Linked DNA regions of Rattus norvegicus: region 1 is linked to region 2. A link is a contact called in public Hi-C data. All regions are on one chromosome and are shown on one strand. The core of a region is the stretch at or near the end of the contact, and the rest is flanking DNA. Distances in the headings are between cores, read along the strand shown.

Evidence for each region. A called contact is a pair of places that touch in the nucleus more often than the background predicts.
Region 1: a Hi-C map of liver shows a contact between it and region 2, with 8 times the contacts expected there. The contact joins the enhancer-like site here to the promoter of Sh2d4a in region 2. A contact is called at or near these places in 2 of 12 Hi-C or Micro-C datasets (kidney and liver).

The regions. Positions count from the first base shown.
Region 1 is chr16:26,479,500-26,482,887 of GRCr8, forward strand. All of the region lies in intron 2 of Psd3 (pleckstrin and Sec7 domain containing 3), which reads left to right. Among named protein-coding and RNA genes, the nearest start is that of Psd3, 75 kb to the left of the region's middle. Within about 2 kb of position 1,907, at least 1 of the 93 cell types and tissues checked has an H3K27ac peak or open chromatin away from gene starts, as enhancers often do. A contact at or near this core is called in liver, where this site is marked.
Region 2 is chr16:26,174,162-26,177,846 of GRCr8, forward strand. Sh2d4a (SH2 domain containing 4A) reads right to left here and starts at 1,813. Exons shown (of 9, transcript NM_001012048.1): 1 at 1,772-1,813.

The DNA of each region.
Region 1 (3,388 bases), core at 657-3,156, 310 kb after region 2:
GTCTCCCTGCATTTTTCCTTGCCAAACTGTCTCAGTTCAAATTGCCTTTTCCTTTTATGTATCTTCCCACTTTTACTTTGCAAATCAGAGATGACATACTGGTATCTTTAGTTTATGCTGTGAATGATCCACTTGTGTAAGGGAAAGCCTAGCTGTTAGAATTGAGGAAGCTTCATGGAACCACACAATCCTGACGCTCCTGGTGATAAGGTGGAGACCGGCGCTCAGCCGTGCTCTGCTGCCAGGCCCCCACCAACCGCCCTCTAGTGTGCACTCATCCTATTCCTCCTACCAGTGGGCACTTGGCCTTAGGGCCCAGCATTAAAATCTTAGCTTGCGCTCATGTTTGTGTTTGTGATTTCAAGGAAGTCACATGTTGCAATCCAGAGTTGTATCCCATCATAGATTTTCTTAAATCCAGTGAATACTTGAGGCTTCCAAGGCTCCAAGGCACATGGGGTGCTGTCCTTTCTCTTCACGAACTCCCTTTCTCCCAAACTGTATAGAAGTGAGGGCCATATGTGTGGATCTGCTTTGCCAACCTCTAATTTGTGGAGGCCAAGACTTCTAGAGTCCTATGAGGGTGGATGGGATAATACTGGAAAAAGTTGTTTCATGTGCTGTGTTGTTTTTAGTGTGGGGAACATTCACGTGATGTGGGAACAGTATGTTTCTAATTACTTGTGCTTTGAGTATAGTATATAAAAACTTTCTGAATGACCTTTAACACAGGTTTTCTTAGACAGCAACTGCCTTACCCATCAAGGGCAGGTTAGGATCTTGACTTTGACTTTGGAGATGTATTAAGAGTTGGGTCAGGATGGTGAACTATCGTTCCTCACCAGGCAGTGGTGAGGTTACAGAGTCACCTGTTAATGTACTTATCTCTCTTGACTCCTGCCTTGCTTTCAGGGTGGATTTTCCCTTTGACAAATAGTGTTTCACTAACATGAAGAGTCATAGAATTTCAGTTACATTTCCATTTTTCTTTATGCTGTATTTAGGAGATTGTATTGATTATTTTTAATTTTTATCTTCTAGCTTTATGTTGCTTACGACTCTTGCTTCAGGATAATAAAGTATGCTTTCAATCCATGTGTTATTTTAGAGTTTAGCATCCCAATTCTTACAAAGGAGTGAGCACATGTAAACTGATCACTTATCTCCTAAGGAGCACTAATCCAGTGATTATCTAGGGAACCCTGGGGATTTCTGCATTTCACAGAACACTTAGAAGGTGATAATCTTTGTATCATGGTACACTGGAAGCAAGGAATAAAGGTAGCTTTTCCATTTCTGCCCCAGTCCCGGCTTGGTCCACTTTCAGGTGTACTGTAGATGCCCTGGAGGCTTCTTACGCTTGTTAAAAATTCAGGATCTGCTGAGTCTCTCCAGTAACTCTGATTCTGTGCTACTGTAATGAACTCCGTAGATAGGCAGATCAGGTTAGTCCCACTGAAAACATGGAGAGGCGGGGCCCTTCTCTAAGGACATGAGGGGTAATGGTAAGGGATTCTGAGATAAAGCAGAGGCAGGGGAACACCTGGTTGGTTGGATTTTCTCTATCGATGTTGGAGATGGTGTAACACACACCACTAGAAGATCAAGAAAAGCTCTCCTGGCTCCTTTTACATCGGCTCAGCTCTGAGGACGGTGACCTAAAAAGCTGAGCACATGTGCAGAAACGCTGCAGATTTATTGTAGGATTATTTGGAAGTTACAATGAAAGGACATCTGCTTTAACAAGGGGGTAGAAAGCCCAATTTTAGAGAGAATTAAGGAAACTGTAGCAACTGGTGAGTTTCAGGGTTGTCATTAGTTGCATATTAGCTGATTAATAAAAGTTTGCAGGGAGTCGGGAGTCCAGCTGGCTCTGTGACCTGAAGGATCAATGGTGGGAACCAGCCAAGGGCCCAGGTCAAGGTGAGCTGTCTTCCAGCCTAAAGGAGCATACATGGGTGGGGACCTTGGAGGGTGGAGGAGTTGACAGATCAGTAAAACAGAAAGCCTGCGACATGACTGCAAGTTCACACATAATGAACATTATGAACAATCCCTAACTCTATTTTATTGGGTATGTTTATTGGAGAAACTCTGGTATGTTAAAAAAAAAGACCTTAAACAAATAACTAAGAGGCCTGGGTCTTCTTTAATGGCAGATATCAGACCTCCTGGCAAGTGAAGGCTCTCAAGAGGGCATTTTTCTTAGTCATTCCTACAGTTGCTAAACTGGAGAGATATATATACAGTCCGGTTTGAGTAGGAGGCAAGTACTATACTATGATGGTTCTAATGATAGAATTCCTGTTGAAATCAAAGCAGAGGCCTATGGCAGTCTGTTGGAGGCACATGCCAATTAGGCTGGAAGGAAGCATCTAGAAGAGGAGAGTACCTAGACAGTGGCAGAAGCTGTTTGAAGAACAGTTTGTCTACAGAGGACAAATGATAAGGACTTGGGGCAGATAGAGACCATGCTGAAACATCCTAACATATGTCCTTATTGATTAGAAAATAAGGTTCCTTCTTTACTGGGCTTAGAAAACTAGTATGAAGTCAATGTAAGATAAGCTGAGAAAGGTAAGTCTGGAGAAGGTCTGTTCCCAAATGTGTTCAGGGCAACAGAGAACAAGACACTGTAACTAGAAGTATTAACCCTGGAGCCGCTCATCCAAAACACCGTAAACTTATGGTTAGGACATGCCAGTTTGTCCTTCCACACTCTCTCTTTCTTCTTTCTGTTCTCAAGAATGTACTAGACCTCATACAAGCACATCAGTGGTGGGGAATTCTCAGATGGCAGATCAACAGGCTCAAAGTAGCCAGGATCATTTAAGTTCTGAATCACCTGTCTAATTCGCATAGAAAATACTTTGCTTAGGCGTGCTCACGTGTGTGTGTGTGTGTGTGTGTGTGTGTGTGTGTGTGTGTGTATGCATGTTTGAGTCTTGTTCATGTGGGGCATACATATGGCCTAGTAGTCAGAGGACAACTTTGTGGAGTTCAGTGTTTTCCCACTTTTATGTGGAGTCTGAGAATAAATTTCAGTTATCAGGCTTCTGTGACCTGTGTGTTTACCCCACAGGCCATCTTGCTGGTCCTTGACTTTTGAAAAATTCTACATGCATGTGAGGTCATACAGTATTGTTTTTCTGTTCCTGTCTTATTTACTTGGCAAAATGTTCTTCATATCTATTCATATTGCAAATAGTAGGATTTAATTTTTGATGAATCATTTCATTATATATGTATATATCTTACTTTCCCCCTTGATTTAATCCCCCAGATATACTTGTGTTCTGTCAGTATCTTGGATAGTTTGAATAACTGCCAAGACTTTAGTGCTCAGATGTTCTTAAGCTAACTGGTGTCCTTGGGCAGTATACTTAGG
Region 2 (3,685 bases), core at 563-3,062:
TGTCAGTTAACCAGCTCTCCAAGGCTTTCCTAGAGCAGACCACAGCACAGCTACAGACAGGTTCACCAGCTTAGATTCCCGGTTCTGCCTCCAGTGACCCATGACTTTGGAAGGTCACTTCACATCTTTAGACCCTGTTTCTTAATCCATAAAACTAACCTGAGGATCATTGTAGCTCTTGGATCCTGAGATAAAATCTGCCTTGAAGCTATTGAGACAAGTACAGGAAATGAAAAGGAGGAAGTGAACCTGCCAGGGGTTTTCCTACTTTCACGTTACCGGACAATCACTGTTTGGTGATGTGTGGGTCTCATACTGAGTGCAGTCACTCGTGGTCCAACACAGAGTACAGCCCAGTTAACTTGTTTTTCCTCTCCTGTGGCATTTTTCTTGAAAAAGACAACTAGCAGGGAACAAGCCCATACCTGTCACTCACTCTAAAAATTTCTGAAGAGTCCAAAATTTAGTTAAGTTCTCAGGATACCTGTAGATCTTGTCTGACTTTCACACTTTCCACTTTTCCTCACAATTGTTTTTAATTAATACAGAGCCTAATAAATAATAACAATAATGATAATAATTAAACTCTGGGTACAACTACCTTCATTAAAATATTTCTGTATTTACAGTACATATATCCCTAAAGGTAAGAACTTAGTTTGCGTTCTCTGTTGTCAGGCTTTGAATTGCTCAATATTTTTCTTATTAATTTACATGATGATTTTGGAAACAAAATGAATTGCAAGTGGTGAGAGGAGCTGGAAGTTTTGTAAATACTCTCAAGATTGAAGTATTTCATAGATAGATATTCCTAGAAAAGCCTATTTGTGCTAAATCTTCGCCTAAGTATTTCTTCCACTTATTATTAAATAAGAAAAATTATAAATACATTGTTTCTTTACACAAGCAAGAGGCTGTCATCCCTGCTTCTCTGGGACCATAGCAAAGAGAGACATTGAGAAAACCTATAAACACTGAGTGCCTCCACCTAGGGCCCATGAACCCCTTAAGGCAGGAACGGTTGGTAATGGCTCACTTTTGTTGAGGAAAATTCTGGCTAGGCTGATTCTAGATTGAGCCTTGACCCAGAACCACAGAGAGACGACGAGCCCGCTGCTCTCTGTACCACGTGAGGGCGCCCGCGGGAGCGCGGGGAACTTACTAATGGAGTTCTGCTTGTGCTGAAACCGGTTTCAGGACTCTTGTCTGGAAGGTCTCCGGGCCAGGAGACCACATGGCACTGCCCAGTGATTGGACCTCCGCTGATTTGTGGGTACTGTAGCCGACACCCAGCACCCTCTTCGTGGCTCAGACCCTCGCAGGTGGCCCCCGCTGTGCACCTGCCCCAGGCCAGTTAGCACTCGCCGCGTGTGCATGCACAGCCCGGACGGGACAACTTTCCTGAAAGACTCCAAGTCGCCTCCGATTCTCCTCCCTCTGGAGACTCTTAGTATAATGATCACAAGCCCTCTGTTCTTGGGGCCGCCACTCACCTGGACCCGGCTGCAGACACTGGACACCCTACACGAGACATCGGACACCCGCAGCCGTTGTGGTCTGTTCCTCTGGGCACCTGAGCTCGCCCTGAGCGCCGTGGAGGAGGGACCGGAGGGACAGGTGAGCAGCCTGGCCGCGGGAACCAGGGTCTCTTCCTCTCCCTGTCCTCTGTGCTTCACCCTTCGCTCTAGAGACGCATCTCCTGGTTCCCACTCCTCGCTCACCCTTCTGCCTGGCTCTATGCTCCAGCGTTTTACCCGACCCGGTCACCTACCTGCTCAGGACCCGGGGCAAGGTGGTCCAAGCACCCGCCGCCACCTCCAGATTGCCTACAGCAACTCCAGGAAGAGAAGGGAGGACAAGCAGAGAGACCCAGCCGCGCAGAGACCCAGCCGCGCGGGCTGTCTGGACAAACACTCGGGCCCAGAAGGACACTCGGCGTCCAGATCACAGCCCTGGCCCGCCCCGCCGCGCCCACATGCTGGGGTGACTGACTGGGCGCTCCCTCAAGGCCCCTCCCGGGTGCTGGAGGCGCTCCAGGGCCAGTAGGCAAGGCTTGGCTGCCTTGGTCCAGTGACAGCAAGGCCACTAGTCCTTGGCTAATCTAGAGTGCTGTCTACAGTCTGGGGTAGTTTGCCCTGACACCTCAGGGGGGGTCTGTGGGACTTACTAATTACAATTGTCCACACTTGACTTGTTAGGTGGAGCCTGCAATGGCAGGCAGGCAGGGTCCATCTGGGAACCTGGGTCCTGCAGCCAAGTTGGCTGCAGTTCTGTGACTGCGTTTCTACAGCTTACTTTTTCCTTCTCTTTTGTTGACATTAAGTAAATTATCAAACTCTGAAGCATTTGTTACTCCAGGTGTGGCTTAAGGCATGTTCAAGGAAGAGAAAGACTGGAATGTTGCAGGCTCTAGGGAAAGGGGCAGCCAGGGAGAGAAACCTGAGGGGAAAAAAGGTAGAAGTTCCCTGTGATCAGGACCAGGGTGGCACAGGGCACTGCTGAAGCCTAAGCTTATCTGGGAGGGGAGAAAGCTGAACAGAGTGGAAAAGTGGAACAGCCTTTTCCACAGGCGAGGAACCTTGGGCATGTGTGGAAGAAAACAGGGCTGGGGGTGTGTATGAGTGGGGGTGGGGAGGGATGACACAGGAGTTCAGACTGGGGAGATTGGAGAGCACTGTTATAAACAAGAAACATGGTGTGACTTTATACACCCTATCCAATCGATTTAGGAGCCTGACGTGCTGAACCCAAACGTTGTTTACCGTAGGCTTTCGCAACCACAGAAAACTTTTTAAAATTAGACATTTTATTTATTTACATTTAAAATACTATCTTCCTTCCTGGTTTCCCCTCTGCAAATCCCCTATTGCATGCCCCCTTACCCTGCTTCTATGAAGGTGTTCCCCTACCCACCTACCCACCTACCCACTCCAGCCTCACCACCCTAGCATTCCTCTACACTGGGGCATTGAGCCTTCACAGGCTCCTATTGATGCCAGATAAGGCCCCTTCAGCTCCTTCAGTCCCTCCCCTAACTCCTCCAGAAAAACTCTTAAGTTGGAAAACATTACAGGCAGGAGTTACACCCTCCACTCTGAGGAAACAAGACTTAGCCATTTAGGAATGGTGCTTGTGATACACTCAGGCAAGGATTCCTGGCTTAAAGCTTTCTCTCCACAGCACTGAATCAGGTGGCCAGATGAGGTGCTTTAGAATGGTTTGTCCTCTGCCTAGCAGCAGTATCTGCTCAGCAGGTGTCCTCACACTCCCTGGAAGCTAAGAAGCTGTACAAGTGGGCCATCAGCCACCTCATAAGCCCATGGGACACTGATGCTATCATTGGGTGCCCTCCTCCCTACTCATTCTGTCTCCAAGTCCTGACAAGCCCTTCTCGATAACAACTCCCCACCCCCACCCCCTTACATTAGCCTTACAGTTTCCCATTCAGGATAGCAGCCGTGCCTGGCTGCTTGGTTCTCTAGTGAGCCTTAAGTGAGATACTGCATGCAAAGTGCTCAGTGCATGGCTGGCTCTAATATGTTTGAATATTTACTGCGTGCCAAAGACTATTGAATGGATAGAGGCTCTTTGCACAAAGTGTTTAGAACCGTTTCTGGCATGTAATATTCAAACACAGTAGGTCATATTATTCCACATCGTATACTGTAATTGCATGTTCCTACCA